2 separate regions of the Pelodiscus sinensis genome follow, and region 2 is linked to region 1. Evidence: chromatin contacts called from public Hi-C data. All regions are on one chromosome and are shown on one strand. Each heading gives the region's core, a stretch centred on a gene start, on an enhancer-like site or on the middle of the called end of the contact. The rest is flanking DNA. Distances are from core to core; before and after follow the strand shown. Region 1 holds the start of NFKB1 (nuclear factor kappa B subunit 1). Region 2 holds the start of BDH2 (3-hydroxybutyrate dehydrogenase 2).

What was found. Hi-C and Micro-C count contacts between places; a contact is called where the count stands out from the background.
Region 2: a Hi-C map of blood shows a contact between it and region 1, with 3 times the contacts expected there. The contact joins the promoter of BDH2 here to the promoter of NFKB1 in region 1. A contact is called at or near these places in 3 of 5 Hi-C or Micro-C datasets (blood, liver and an unstated tissue).

Annotation. Positions count from the first base shown.
Region 1 is chr5:24,940,710-24,948,419 of ASM4963464v1, reverse strand. NFKB1 (nuclear factor kappa B subunit 1) reads right to left here and starts at 2,640. Exons shown (of 24, transcript XM_014575416.3): 1 at 2,277-2,640.
Region 2 is chr5:25,266,448-25,274,157 of ASM4963464v1, reverse strand. It overlaps BDH2 (3-hydroxybutyrate dehydrogenase 2), which reads left to right and starts at 4,257. Exons shown (of 10, transcript XM_006126885.4): 1 at 4,257-4,396.

The sequences.
Region 1 (7,710 bases), core at 1,391-3,890:
TTTTAAGAGTTACCATTTTTAAATTGAATACTGAAATGTCTTGTTAATCCAATAGCAATACTTAATATGTAAAACATCAATCCTGAAAACTCTTACATGTGTATTTACTTACCCTTGTGTGGGTAAAGTTACTCATACACAGAAGCATTTGGGGGGGGGGGGGGAGGTGAGAATCAAGGCCACAAATTGTAATTCACCTTAATGCAGTCTCCATTTTTTGCAGAAACTATATACTTTTTTTTGTTCACATGAAGACAGTAACTTAATAATCCTCCTTTCATTCATGTCAACAAATATCACTCAATGAAAAACAATGGAGAGTTAAATCCTCTTAGTTTTAGAGAAAAATGTAACAAAATTAATTAGCTATTATTTTCCATCCGTTGCAATTTCATTTTCATCATTTAGTACTGAATATTCCATTTACTGCTTTTGAAAGTATTTAAGTCTGCTGTAGTATTCCCTATATTTAGAATGGCATTACTGAAAGTATCAGAAAAAATCTTTACAGGATTATATTGTTTTATAGTTTTTAAGAGAACCCAACCAATGCAAAATAGTAGAAAACTTGATTTTCTTTCAGATAAAGAGGGAATTTCACATGTGAAATCAAAGGGACATTTGAAAATTGCTGTATTTTAACACTGAAATTTTGAGCCTCTTCTGTAATTACAAAAATCCTGACAAAGTTTTAAAAAAATCTCTCCCTCCTTTTAGTATTTTATGTAGAGTCAGCTTCTCCCTGGCTTACAACCCTTCACAAACATTAATAAAAGAGTAGAAAAAAATATTTTGAGTTTTTCTTTAACAAAAATATCAAAGCATGAAATTTAAAATGGCTCTAACAGAAACTGGAATGTTTGAATTTGCACAATTGAAAAAAAATCAAGTGGACAGTCATCCTTTAAAGAATATCCACCACACAACATCTAAGGATCACACTTTATTAAAAGCCTAGTGAAGTGACCAGTAACACTCCATTTCCAATCCAGTGACTCCATAAATCAATGATGAAGAAAAACAGGAAAGAGAGTAAATGAATCATATTGACGGACTCCCCTGTACAGGTAAGGGGCCTACACTTGGACGCAATGAGGTTTTCAGAACAAGAAACATGCTACACCTGAGCTCTCATTTTGTAATCCCACCTAGGGTTCAGTACGCTACTGTACAGTATGCCAAGCCACATGGGCTCTAGTCTTAGCACAGGCAACACCTGCTGGGCACCTACTGCTTTGGACCTGCACAGAGGGTTTTACCAATAATTCCCCTTCTTTTCTCTTTTGTTTGCTTTTAAAGCTAATAGCCATCCAGCTCCACCATGGAAAAATAGCTCTGTCCCATTTACTGCATATCAGTCTTTTGGATAAGATCTTATCTCAATACAGTAAAACCTGTGTTATCTGGCATGCTCAGGGATTAGGGTGTTCTGGTTATCTAAAAATTCCGGTTATCTGAGGGTCCCATCAACCCAGGAAAACCCAATGGACAATAATAGTAAAACTCAAGTTTTTAACATTGGTAGTTTTATAGTGTGAGGCAGTTGGTCTCACATTTCTATTTTGAGTTGAAGATGATTAGTACTTCTTAAATAAAAAATTGTTAAGCCAATCGTGGTAAACCAAGCCAGGCCTGTGCACCTGCTGATGTGACAATATTGTGGCTGGGGGCAATGCTGGTTACCAAAGTTTTCTGGTTAACAGAGTGCCAGATAACAAAGGTTTCACTGTAATCATGTTCTGTCAATTCTCTGTTGACAGCTGTACAGTTGTTATGAAAGTTGCCATGCCAAGTGTCAAAAGAAGTGGGGTCTGCTTCCTTGCCCTTTGCCAAAATCGCCTCACCTGACAGCACACTGAACTTTATAGCAGGCTACCACCCTTCACCCAAGAGAGAGCTGGACAGTGGCAGGAGAGAGACAGAACAAGGCCAGAGGGGCTTTCAGGAAGAAAGGTGAAATTTCAATAGAAAACATTATTCTTCTCCCTCACACCCCTCCCCAACCCATACACTCCCAATCAGCTTCTTTTTTTCATTACAAACCCAATGAGGCCAAAATCTGCTGTCAGCTCTACCAATCCGGAGTCACTCCGCAGTGGTACCGCTTCGGCCACGCCGCGCTGCACCTGACAGGCGTGAAGCTCAAGCCGTTTCACAGGCACGACGGACGGGCAGCCCGACCAGGAAGGAGGAAGTGAACCAGCTGGCGAAGGTTTAAAAAGGCACCAGAGGGACTCCGGCCCCGCCAAAGACCCGACACCGAATTCCGTGCTCACCCTCACGCCGGAGTCTCCCCCTTAGCCCCGCTCCTCCTCCGGGCGGGACGCGCCCCGGTGCTCCGGCAGGGAGGGCGAGCCCCGCTCCGGGCAGCCGCTCTGCCTTGCGCTTCGCTGCCGCTTGCCGCCGCCTTTTGCCGGAGTCAGCGCGGCGCCATGTAAACCAGGCTGCGAAGCGGAGCGGCCGCCTAGTCCTCCTCTCCTGTGCAGCCGCCGCGCGGCGGGGTTTTCCCCCTTGTTTGGGCGTGCGCCCCGGGCGGCTCCGTCCCACGGACCTGTCAGCAGCTGCCCTTTCGCACCAGCAGCCTCCTCTGACTCTCTCTCCGTCCCTCCCCTGCTGCTGCTGCTCTCACTTCCTTCCTGGCTGGAAATTCCCACTGACGTTTCGAGAGCGAAGCGGCGGCAGCCGCCGCGGAAGGGTGGGGAGGCTGCGCACGAGAACAAGGCGCTCCAGGGGTGCCTGTGGGGAGCGCAGGTCACTGCTGCCTTCTAACAGGCGGAGCCAGGGCAGGGCTTTGCTGTGGAACCAGCTGGGAGCGAGGATTTGAGTTGGGGAAGCTTTGTGGAAACATTCAGCTTTATTACTTGTATTACAGTGGCAGCCAGGGAGACTAGACAGGCTAGTGGCCCATGGGGCAGTACAACGGAGATACACACTAGCCAAGGGCTGCCCTAATCCCGAGGAATTTACACTGCACCTTAGTGAAATACACAAAGCAAAATCTTCTCCCAACCCAGACACACCCCCAGCAGGGCCAGTGTTAGACTCACTGGGACCAAGGGCAGAAACCAAGGAGTGGGCCTCCACCATGAGCCCCACCACCTATAACTTAGCTTCTTAGGCAACTGCCCTGCTTGCTACCCCTAACACCGACCATATGTGCTAGAGACAAACTGCTCTCTCCCTTCCAGGAAGAAACTTGTAACAAATCCTTAGAGAGCAGGATCTGTCCTCCATGGAAGCAGGGGCTACACCCATGGACAGAGAGAAAAATCGTCCAATCTAGAGGGAGATAGTTGAATACGGGAACCTTGTATTTTTACCGAAAATTCCCATTGTTGCTAACATCAGTTTATCGGTTCCAGTCGTTATCCCGTAGCAGTTAAAAGTAGATTATTTGATTAACAGGGTCTTGAAAACAGCCACTCAGCAAAAGCAAAGCTCTTGAGGCATCCATCCTCCTTTTCTATATGCTTGCATAGCATCTCGGACCTCAGAGCCACAGGTTGGCTGGCCTATGTTAAATAATACACCAAAGCTACCAAGGGAAGAGAATTGGGCCCAAGTCTCTGTAGGAAGTTCAATATAAGTCTAAAATGTAGGGTTCCAGCCAATAGGAGCTGAGAGTTTTTGCTAGTGGGTAAAGGCAAAATCGCCTTCCGTCTGATAGTACACTGTTCTTTATAGCTAGCTACTACTCTTCACCTAAGCCGGAACTGAAGCAGGAAAGCTATATGAATAAAATTGTGAATAAGGTTGCCAGTTTTGATTGGACATATTCTTGGAGGTTTCATCATATAACAATCTTTAATTCCTGGAGACTTCACAATACTCTTGGAGGGGTTGAATATGCTAGAGGTGGATAGACATTTTAATGGAGAGGGAGTTCTGTAGAAGATTGGTTGCAAAGGATAAGATCTGGTTATCCACTCCCTTTGACCTTGTATAGTCATTCACATTCGGCATAGTGGGTGTAATACATGGTCATTTTGATTTGGAAGTACAAAGTGTACATAAGGGGTAAGGCAATGAAGAATCAGGTCCTAGTTTGTTTGCTGTTTAAAAAAAACATTAAATCAAGGCAAATGGGAGCCAGTGAAGGAATCTGAACAGAGCAGTAGCATGTTGAGTGGTAAGAGAATAATGGAAAAAGGAAAATATTTTAGTAACTGTCTTTTTTCTGTGCTTGTACAGCTGCCAATGAAATTGGATCCTAGTCACCTATCTGTGATGTTATGATAATACAAATAATAAAAATGATAGCAACAGCCTTTTGAATGGACTAAAGAGGCGCAAGAAAAACAGCTGATAGACCAGAGAGAAGGTTTCAAAGAAGGTAAGAGATGACCAGTACATGGAGGAGTGTTTTAATGGAAAGGAAACTCTGGTGAGACAAGAAAAAGAACATCCTGACACACACACGGAAATGTTAATAGAACTTTGTAACATTCTGGCAATCTGTGCTAAACTGAACAATTCAAAGAGCAGCATGAAAGAACCCACGTTGCTTTATGCAATGGTTGTTGTTTTTTCTGATGTACAGGAGAATGAGGGGCAACTAGTTTGGCAGGTCATATTTGTTTTTCTTGCTGTTATGGTCTGAGATTCTGGTGGAGGTGGAACTAATTTCGGTGCTGCATATTGTAATTTCTGTCTTTCCTATTGATGGGTCCCAAAGGTTTTTTAGAATGTTGATGGATATTATAATATATTCATAATGATTCTCACACAATTTAATAAATGCTCTACAGTAAATAATGTTAAATTCTGTGTTGCACACATATACAGTACATGTACTCATTCTCATTGCAGATTTAACTATAAATCTGCGAGGCAGCGCCAGTTGATTGGCTTCCCATGGGGTCCAGAAAATCTTCCATACAAATGATGGGGACTACTCAGAAAAAACAGTCTGGGCTGCTTTCACTTAACAATCCAGCTCCGGCTGTTCCTTCATTTAACATAATTTACAGTATGATCTCAAAGCGTACAGCACCACATTTCCAAAAGAGTCACAGTGAAAAAACAGTGCATCACAAGCAAATATCTTATGGAGAGAAAGTTCATAAGGCAAGTAGTGTCACAACAAGCTTGGGAATAAATAGGATTCTAGTCTGTTCTTTAGAAGCTAGAGACTAGACTATGATCCCTTTTTTTTGCTGGTGATCAATTTACTATTTAACCCTTCTGCCACTGAAATAAAGGGATTTTTTGTCATAGAGTTCATTGAGGTCACATTCTTGCTAGTTCACTAGCCTGCTATACCCTCAGTACTTGTTCTCACTGGACCATGATTAATAATGGACCATGTTCAGTAGCCCTACTAGTGTGGTTCAAGACAGCTGTCTCACAACCCTCATTTGCACCTTTGCAAGCTAGGGCACATCCTGAGCAGCCCACTTCTCATCTGTGTCTGACTCAGACCATTAAAAGCTGAGCAAGAATGACTCTCTAGTGGGTAGGGCACTCACCTGGGAGGAGAGACACAGGGTTCAGTCCTTCCTATTTCCAAGCACTCCCTAATTATGTATCCACGGAGGTACAACTTCAGCAGGAGACACTATAAAGGAGCAACACATCAGAGTATCCCATAACTCAGGCACTCTCCTATTAAAATCCTTTCTTAAGGTTGTGTCTCCCATCTCCCAAATGAGAACTTTAAGCCTGGGAATAAAAGTTAGAAGGTGGGAAGCAGCAGAAATACCACCACCAACTCTTGCTTTTTACAGAACAAGGCAGTTAACTAATGCCCCAACACCACCCCAACTTCCAGAGAGTTCCCATTCATGGAGTTCCCTAGAGCTGCCAACTTGGTTAATGATTAAAACAGAGTTAACTGATGGGGAGGGCCACAAAAGGAACATCGGCCAAGTGACTGTCTCCCCCCATGACTCCTCGCCAGGCCACTGTCCCTAGGCTTGGGACAAACCCCACATCCACTCCAGGTCCCGCTCCTACCCTGCTTCTTTCCATACCTGCCCTGTTCATTCCTCCAAGCTTCCATCCCTCCTTGCTGGGGCCCAGAGTGGGGCCGTGTCTCTGGGAAGGGGGACACATACAGGGTTGCAGGATGTGCGGGGTTGGCAGCCAAGGCTTGGGCGGCAGCTAGGACTCTGCTCTCTGGCCCCACTGGCTGCTGGTCCCTTGCCCCCCCCGTTTGAGGGACATGCCTTTGTGCCCACACACACACACCTGTTTTAAAAACTGGACACTCCAGCAGGACTACTAGAACCGGCCTGGCCCTGCTCATTCCCTTTTGGAGGTCCTACCCTATTACTCTTCACTTTCCCCAACACACATTGCTTCCCCCCGCCCCCATCACCCACCATCTGGGTCAAAGGGACTCACCTGTGGAACCAGAGTATTAGCTGTAGCCACCTGATGCAAGTAGCAGGCAGCCGGCAGTCCTGGCCAAGTAGGGGCTGACATGAGTGATGGCCCAGCGCCTCCCTGCTTCCAGTAATTGGCTGTTGGGTCCCCTTTTCAACCAGATGTTCCAGTTGAAAACTGGACACATGGATTACTAACAGAAATAGGCATCTCCCTGCAGGCCCCGTGAGCTTAGGCATCTGTCCCCATGAGAGATACTTCTCTTATCAGGATTGCCCGTGGGTTAACTCATGTGTCTCCCAGCCTAACATGCTAACTTTTGTGGATTGCATTCCCAGAAATGCCGCAACCATCACACTGAGTCTATAGGGAGCTTAGGTGCCAAACTCAGGCTTCATGGATCATTGTTACTATCATTTTTCTAGGCACCTAGATACCTTTGTGAATCTAGGCCTAGGTGACCTGCTCACAGGCATAGAATCACAGAACCACAGCATTCCAAGAGACTGCATGGGTGTCTAGCTTAGTCTAACCCCTGCCAAAATGTTGGAGACAGCGAAAAGGCAGCAGTTAAAGTCACTGCCTTAACTGATGAGCAGGTGGTGATTGGGACTGGTGGAAGTTTGTTGTTTTAGGGTTTTTTTTAATTTTCTTAGTTTTTGCATTTTCTTCTTCCCTAGTGAGGAATGCAAAATTCATATTAGCAATAAGAAAGAATTGTTTTAATTCTCTGCACATTTACAATTACTAAGACATCATTCATCACCATTTTTAGCAGTTGGGTACCCTCAAAGACAATCCCCAATTTTTAGTTTTCACAGCGAGGGCTCAATTCTGCTTCTGCTCATATCAACAGCAAACTTATTTTCATTTAAAAAGGCACAAAAAAATCTTGCTGCCTTCTCTTCACCTTGAGAGTAATTAATGACAGTGGATTTCATGTGGCTTTAATATACAGAGTAAATGGGTAGCATTTGGGAAAATTACTGGGTATATGTCCCCTAAAAACTCCTTAACTTGGCAGCGTGGAGGATCCCGTGCCTGTAGGAAGCAAGGGAAAGAGATCAAGCCATGGTCAGAGAAGCCCACCCAGGTTTTTTAGTATTACCACTGATGATGAGTGAGGCATGCATTGGAGGTATAGGATTTGCTATATCCAAGGAGCGCAAGTAGCAAATATTGCCAACTCTAAAGCATTTGAAGATAATGAGTGAGACCCACCAAAAGCTTGAGATTATCTTTAAATTCCATGAGATTTAATAAATTGGATTATCTTTATTTGGCTTCTGGTTTTGGAGCCTTTAGAGTCTACTCATGGCACATTTTCAAGATTTTCCCTACAAGCATGAGGGCTTTGTTTTTCAAATAGAAGCTGGGATTTTC
Region 2 (7,710 bases), core at 3,008-5,507, 320 kb before region 1:
ACTGTCCTCAGGGCCGAGGCACAAGTCATCAGGCTCCGGGGAGACCGGGACCGTGGCGTACACTGGCTCACAATCCTCCCCGGGGGGTTTTGAGGGAGGGGACGAGGGATCCTCTGGGTCCTGATATAGCCTGGGATCAAGTGTTGCTGACGCTTCCTTCAGGACCCGCTCGGTGGGATGCAATGCCCGTATGGCTGTATAAACAGTTCGCCACGTTACTATGATCCCTTTTGGGAGGGATAATGCAAGATGTTCAGAGGTTCTCAATTCCTTGCTCACCTTCTCCCAGAAGGTCAAATCATAAGAACCCCCTTCCGGGAACCACGGGCAATGGTCTCGTATCCAAACCAACAGCTGAACCAGCTGTACAGGGGGAACCTTAAACCCCTGTTCCTTCAGAATGTGCTGCAAGATCTCAAGCTGCAGTTTTTGCTCTTTCGTGGCAGACTGCCCCATTCTGTTACTCTGTCCGCGGCTGCTCACCTGTTCGTCCTGCGAATGGTGATGTCAGTAATTTCGGGAGCTCCTCTCAACAACTTATCCTCCGTCCAGCCGCAGGTACACCACCGGTTTGAATCACTCATTCAGTTCAAGCCCTGTATCGGGCGCCATTTGTGGTGTATGAAGGCACGGACTCCGGCCGGTGCAAGCACGAAATCCTTTTATTGCAAGATCACAACTACCTTTATACTCTTAAAAGTTTACAAACTGCTTTTTCCCAGTCCCAAACACAGCACTCTCGAAGATCATTGACTCAGGCAGATGTTGTTATTGTTGGCTCAGGACTCTTGCTTGGTTTCGTCCTTGGGACGCTCTGTTATGCGGCCAAAGCACTATGCTTGCTGATTCTCTACACACTACCACCAACCTTTTCTTTTGAGGAAACTCCAGGATCACCATGCTTTGGAACAAGGAGTTGAGATTTGGCAGGGATGGCCTGTGTGTCAGATGCCAATGTGTCCTTTGCTATCCATATGAAAATCTGCCCAAATTTGGCCAGTTTGTGCATGTTCCTTAGAGACTTGCTAGAGCTTTGCAGCTTAATTCCCCACAGTTTCCATGTATTTTGTACATTGTAGCCTGGGGTTGAGCAGAACTCTCCCTGTATTTGAAGATCTGGGCTATGCTGGGTCCAGAGCTGAGACCAAGAAGTCTCTCCTGTGCTTTTGGTGGTGCTCCTTCTGGGCTCAGGCAGCATGGAGGATAAAGGCACCTTGTTTAGAAGGGAAAAGAGTGAAACCTGCCTGGGCAGGGTGAGTAGGCTGTGCTAAGGAGCCTGAAAAGGAAGAGATGATTGGTAAGGCTGGGCAATTTGACCAAAGATTTAAGGGGGCAAGAGAGAGGGGAAACATTTGATGAGCCAGGGAGCAGGAAGAGAACTGTGACTGGACGTGCAAGAAATGTGACATGGAGTTAGGTTAGAGGATGTCCTGAGAATGCATGAGGACCTGGAGATCCGGGAGTTAGTGGGGATGAGTTTTGCGATAAGCAGAAGGGATCAAGTGAGGAAGGGAGGAAAAACAGCTTGGTTGAGGAGCTGTGAACAGGGAACTGTGAATAGTTGTGCCAGGATACTGTCAAGGAGTCCGGAGGATGAGATTTGGATTGACTGGCAAGGACAGATAAGACAGAACTGGATGTGTAGTTAAGAGGATTTACTGCCATCATGGCTCTGTCGATTGATGATAACCAGAAGGCTGCTTGCGTGTGTGCTCGGTGATGGGGGCTGGACTTGATGACCTCCTGAGGTCTCTTCCAGCTCTATGATTCTATGATGTGGGCCCAATGACCACAGCAGACCCTGCGAGGGCCCCCAAAGACCACAAACCAGATAAAGATCAAAGGTGCCCAGCCAGGTTTATTATTAAGCAAAGTACAGTGATAGTTGGCAGTAGACTCTACTGAAGCACGACACACATGTACGTAAAACAATGGCCTCAGCTCAACCAGTGGGAAACTCCCACTGCCCTTCCTCCCCTCCCCCCAAGACACCACTTTATATACAGGTACAAACAAATTATACATCACTGCTGATACGTCAGGTTGCCACACTGTCAGCTCGCCACCCTCTGACACTACTTAAATACCACCCATCGCCCTGTACCTCGTGGTTTGAATAAATCCTCTCTATCAAACATGCTGTCACTTTAGACCCTTTTCTGAACCTGGGTCGGTATCTGTGGGGAGTGGGTACCAAGGCATTTTTTAATGAGCTGATGGTGCTTTCATATGCTTTCAACTTATGACCAGTACCAAATACTGTTCTACACCTGGACCTATTACCAATTAGTGTTTTGCACTCTCAGCCCTGTTCATGCCAAGTTCTGTGAGCAGGAGCCTGCCTCTTGCTCACAGCTTAGCTTTGCTTTTTGTTAGCCAGGTTTTGTGTGTGTTGTTAGCTAGACCTTAGACCAGCCTGGTCTACATTGGCTTATGTTTTATGCCTTCATCTTACTACAGGGCGCACAGTTGGAAACAATGGAGTGAGATGAAGGAGATGAGTGTACAAGGAGTCTGGGACTGGGATGAGAAGCCTGAGGAATTGAGATTGGAACTGGCTAAATGAGAGCAAGCCTGGGATGAGAAGCCAGAGCAGGGAAGAGTACAGGATCAAAAAAGAATCTGTACACGCTATCACATGCATACTCCACTCTAGAGTCTGGAATGGAACCGGCATGCTTAAGTCTTGCTGGTTTTGCTACACCCATAAATGGCCCTGAATCCTTCTGGTAAATTCTCTCTCTCCCTCCCACCCACCCTTGCCTCCAGTGCTGGTCCACATAGAGGATGACAGCTTATTACTGTTACCAATTACTCCATTAGCCCAAATAGCAAAAGGGCTTCATGTGGTGGATCTACAAGTTCTAATGCCTTTGACCAGTCATGTCACATGCTGGCATTTGTTTTGTCAATTTGCTTTAAAAAACAAACAGGAAATTACACCTAAAAAGGTCATTGCTGAGGTTGCCAGCTGAAGTGTTAGGAAATGCCAGCATGGGCACCCATGTGTGACGGCTCAACCAGCAGCATAACCATTCACAAGGAGGAGAGAGCCCCTCATAGTCTGCTGCAGGGAAGACTTTTTTGCCAGCTCCAGAGGCTCTGCATCCCAAAACAACCACTGGCTACTGAATCCGTAACCCTCCCATGTGGTTGTTGGCCCACCCTTACATAAACTGTGTTTTCCCTCAGTGCTCCCTATCACCACAGTCCACCCACAGTATTTTCCTAGTTAATTCCATGTATGAGCAAACCTGCTTACTGTGGCCTTTCCCCCCACACTGATGGGTTGTATCCCACTCAGCCCAAGTGGCTTTCCTCTTCTGCCTCATGCTCATGGATTTGACTGCTTGAGGAGTTCAACCTTTTTTACTCTTCTCCCATTTGTCAGGCAAGCCACCTTACTTTGAAAATCCACTTTTATTGTATTCCCCTGTTTTACCACAGCCTCTGTCTCTGGTGGTGTCTCCTCACCTGGCCTTAGTGATACATTTAGAAGACTGCATAAACTGTTACAGGGCAAAGGTAAGTCTCTTAAACTTCTGCTGGTACCTTTCACCAACTAAGCCTGTCTGGTCCAATATGGCAGCCTTTAACGTGCTGTACTTTTGGGCCTGCTCCTTGCTCAGTGACATGTTAGCAGCTTGGGCTTCTGACACATAAGGGGCTAACCATAGGGCCCTTAATCCTTTAACCCAGCCTGCACCAGTCACAAATCTTTTGAAGATGAGCAAGAACCCTTTGGGATCCGCTTCAGAGCCCAATCCATAGAGTCCCAGCACCACCCTTCCCTCCCTCACATCTTTCCCCATTGGAGGGCTTGTCAGATTCTGTATTTACTGCTGTAGTTGGACCAATTCCTTCACAAACTCCTGAAACACCCACTGTCCTGCCTTAGCCATTCTAGCAGGACTTATCACGCTGTCTGCTAGCTCTCTGGGAATCCGTGAGGCATCCTCTATCTCATTTTGTTGCTCTGTCAGCAAAATGTTGTTGCATATGTATTGTGTATTCTTTGTTCCTTGAACTTGTGGTGACTGATGGATAGTCCATATAAACTGTTGTGGGAAAATAAATTCATTTATGTTTAGTTTGATTTGATTTTTTTTTTTTTTTTTTTTTTTTTGTGGTTTTGTTTTGAGGGGTTGGCTTGTTTGTTTAGAGTAACTTTCAGGCGATGTTGACAAGCTTCTCGAGTGCTAATAAGTGTTTCTATACCTCAAGCCTCACTAGATGGCAGTATTGCAACTTTTCATCAGAGAATAGCGTTGTCTTGAAAAGCAATTTACCAGCTGAACTACAACACCCAGCATGCAGTCCGAAAAATTGTACTTTTCCCCTGTACAGCACTCGGTCAGGTCTGTAAGTCCTGAAAGGTGTTGCTGGAAATCCTGAGGTGGGTGACTTTTTTTACTCAATGCTGTATCTTTCATCCTGTTAGTTTCATTTGGAAAAACAGTCAGGAAAGTTATGAGTAAGAGTCTGAGAAACAAGCTAGTGCATTTATACACTTGTGTGTTCTCATTTCCCTAGTGATTGGAACATGGGTGGTGAGTTGTGGGCCCATGGTTCCACCAATATTCAGGAATGTGGGGCCTGGCTCCACCCATGTTTGAGTCTATATTTTTAGAGCCAGCTGTTCATAGGATGGACTGGGACAATTGTCCTGCACTCCCACTTTGAGGGGCCTTGTGCTTCAGAAGCTGTGGGGACCAAAGCGACCTGGAACAGTAGCGGGGTCGGGAGGGTCTGGAGCTGATAGCAGCAAGCGACTCACCCCTGCTCTGACCCCTCCATCCTCACCTCTTCTCCAGGGTGAAGTGGGATGGACCAGGGCCCTCAGCTAACTCCCAGGTTGCTCTTGCCTCTCCTGAATCAGGTTGCTCTTGCCTCTCCTCACCAAACCTGGTGCCTGTGGGTTGGCAATAGGTGGGGCAGTATGTTGTGCATTAACCCTTTATAGCAGGAGATGTGCTATAAAAACTGGCCTAAATCAAAAAATGAAATGACTGGATACTGCCAGTTCAGTTCCTAATGAGCATCTAGTCTGCCATGTTATCACATTACTGGAGGGGGCTGCACCCTTCATTGCTCATGTGAGTTGAGCTCTGTGCATTAGCCAAATCCTTTTTTAACCCAAATGGGAATGCAGTGATGGGCGGGGGGTAGGCGGCGGGGGGGGGGGGGGGGGGGGGGGGGGGAGCTAGAGGTTGTGCTTGACACTCCAGAGCAGCATCTGGTCCTGTTTTAGAAGAGCTGGATCAGTGGTCTGACTCCTGAACCCTTGTCTCTCGGGAACCGAGTGCCCAGGCCAGTCCTCATCTGCCCGCTCTGGAAGGAGAAATGATGGGCCAGACCCTGTGGGAGGGAAACTACCTTCTCATACTGCTGCCATGGGTGCTGTGTATAGAAAGGGAGGCTCTGCCTCCCCTGGGACCGAATGCCCAAATTGCTGCCTCTTCCTATCCCTATTCTGCGGGCTCCCCCAGCTGGCTGCTGCGCCTGGTGAATAGGAGGGGGATCTAGTATCTTACAAGTGGAAAAGCCATTCAAGTGGTAATGAAGCTATTTAACAGGCATTTGCTAACCCCCAGGTATATACTGTCAGTTTCTGAATTGACTGATAAACTGTGGTGCTTTATGGTCATATTTACTCAGAACAGGTTAGTCTACAGGACCTTAGTTTAAAATCCACATTCAAAATATTCCATTAGTTTGATGCCAAATATGATGATAAAATAACATCTGTTTTTAAAAAAAAAAAAAAACTTGGATAGATTTTTCAGACGCATAAACCTCTGTGACTGCTTTAAAATGTCTATTAGTGAGTTCAATATGTAGTAATCTGGAATAATTAATTAATGAAGGCTTAACAGTACATTTAAAATACAAGATCTTAGAAATACTGATTAAGAAAGCATAAGACGGAAGACCTGCATCGTGTACTGTATTCCATAATATTCAATACTAGCAGACTTACCCGGCATTGCCTGGGTCCTTCAGGACAGAAAGCTGGCTGTTGGGGCTGCAGGACTCAGGGCAGGGCTTTGTGGATGTGGTGGAGGAGTTCAGGGAATGGGAGAGGTGAGGGCTGAAGAGGGATTTGGGGGGGGTCCCATATGGCATGCCCCTCCCCCAACCTCTCCAGCCACCAGGGGTCTTTTTTTCCCCCTCCCTCCCCTGGTCCCTATTTACCTTTCGTTCTCCCTCTCTCCTAGGGAGGTGGGGTGTCTTATTTTTGTTTTCCCTCTCTCTCCCCTCCCCTACACACCTTCCTCCCTGCAAGGGAGCAGGGACTCTCCAACCTCTACACACAGAGCACATGGGCCTGCTGTCCAGGCCCTGTTTTGTTCCCACTCTTCTGACTCCCTGATCACACTCTTCCCCAACAATTAGAAAACCACTTGTTCTCCCCTGACAACCAGTATACCCCAGCCCTTTGTCCCAACATCCTCATGCCCTAGGCCTCCAATAATCCCCCCTGTGTGGCCAGTTTAGCAGTTCTGTGGCTAAATGTAGCAAACGTCACCAGATCTGATTAAAAGTCACAGGAACTTACTGAGGCAAACCATGAAAAATCTCTAACAGACTGAAAACGTTGCTGGATTGAGCGACAAAATTGTTGACTGGCAACAGTCAGGTTGAGGCAGTAGGGAATGGTTTCCCCCCCCCCCCCCCCCCCCACCTTCCATGAGGCTCTTTTTATGACCTCAGCACGGACTGGGGATGTACAGCTCTGCTTAAATAAGCCTGGACGCTGCTGCTTGTAATATGTACTGGCAGAATCACAGAATCCTAGAGTTGGAAGAGTCCTGAGGAGGGCACGGAAGAGCTTTCTCAGCCTAGAGCACCAAATGGGAGCTCTGGAAGATGAGTAGAAATCAGGGTTCTCTCGTTTTTGGATTCTCACTAAAATTAATAGTTTTCTGCCCGTTAATATCTAGAACTTTCCCTGAAGTGCTGGAATTGATTATATTTTCGTAGGCTATCACATTACACCTCGGTAGACAGACCCTCTTCACTCAGCCTATGTGCCAGGAATCCTTCTGGGAGAAGGTCTATCTATGGTCTGTGTTCTACTAGAGCCCAGGCTAGCTAGTCACAGTGGTCCCTTCCGGCCTTGGAATCTTGGAACTTATGAAAGCTACCAACTGGTAAGCATTGCCAGGCCTGCAAATCTTCCCAGGATATCGGGGAGCTTGCACGCACGCATGTTCTACCCATACTGGCAGGTCATAAGTGGGCTTACCCGATCTAAAATCCAGGCGTACAGACTCGCTTCACCTCACTTCTCAAAAGTATATATTATTCATGTCCATTTGAAGGTGGAGCCGGTCAAAGCTACCAATGGGATCTAGATGCCTATTTGCCTACAGTAATTACTCATTTAACACATGCCCACTTAACACATTTTCGCAATAGCACGATTTTTTTTAAGGGAACATTTTTCTAATAACACGACCGTCCCTGAAATAACACGAAAATAATCAAATGGTGGACTACTTTGTGCAGTGGTATAAGTTGGTGAAAACGGTAGTAAAACTCATGAGCGGATGAATACACATGGTCACAGCGCTCCTCCGCTCATGCACGTGTTTATCTTTGTGTTTTAATGAACCGCAGTGACTTGTGTTGCTAGATATCTTGTGTTGCTAGATAGCTAATGTTGACGTTGACTACCCAACACCAACAAAAAGCTGACTTTGCTAC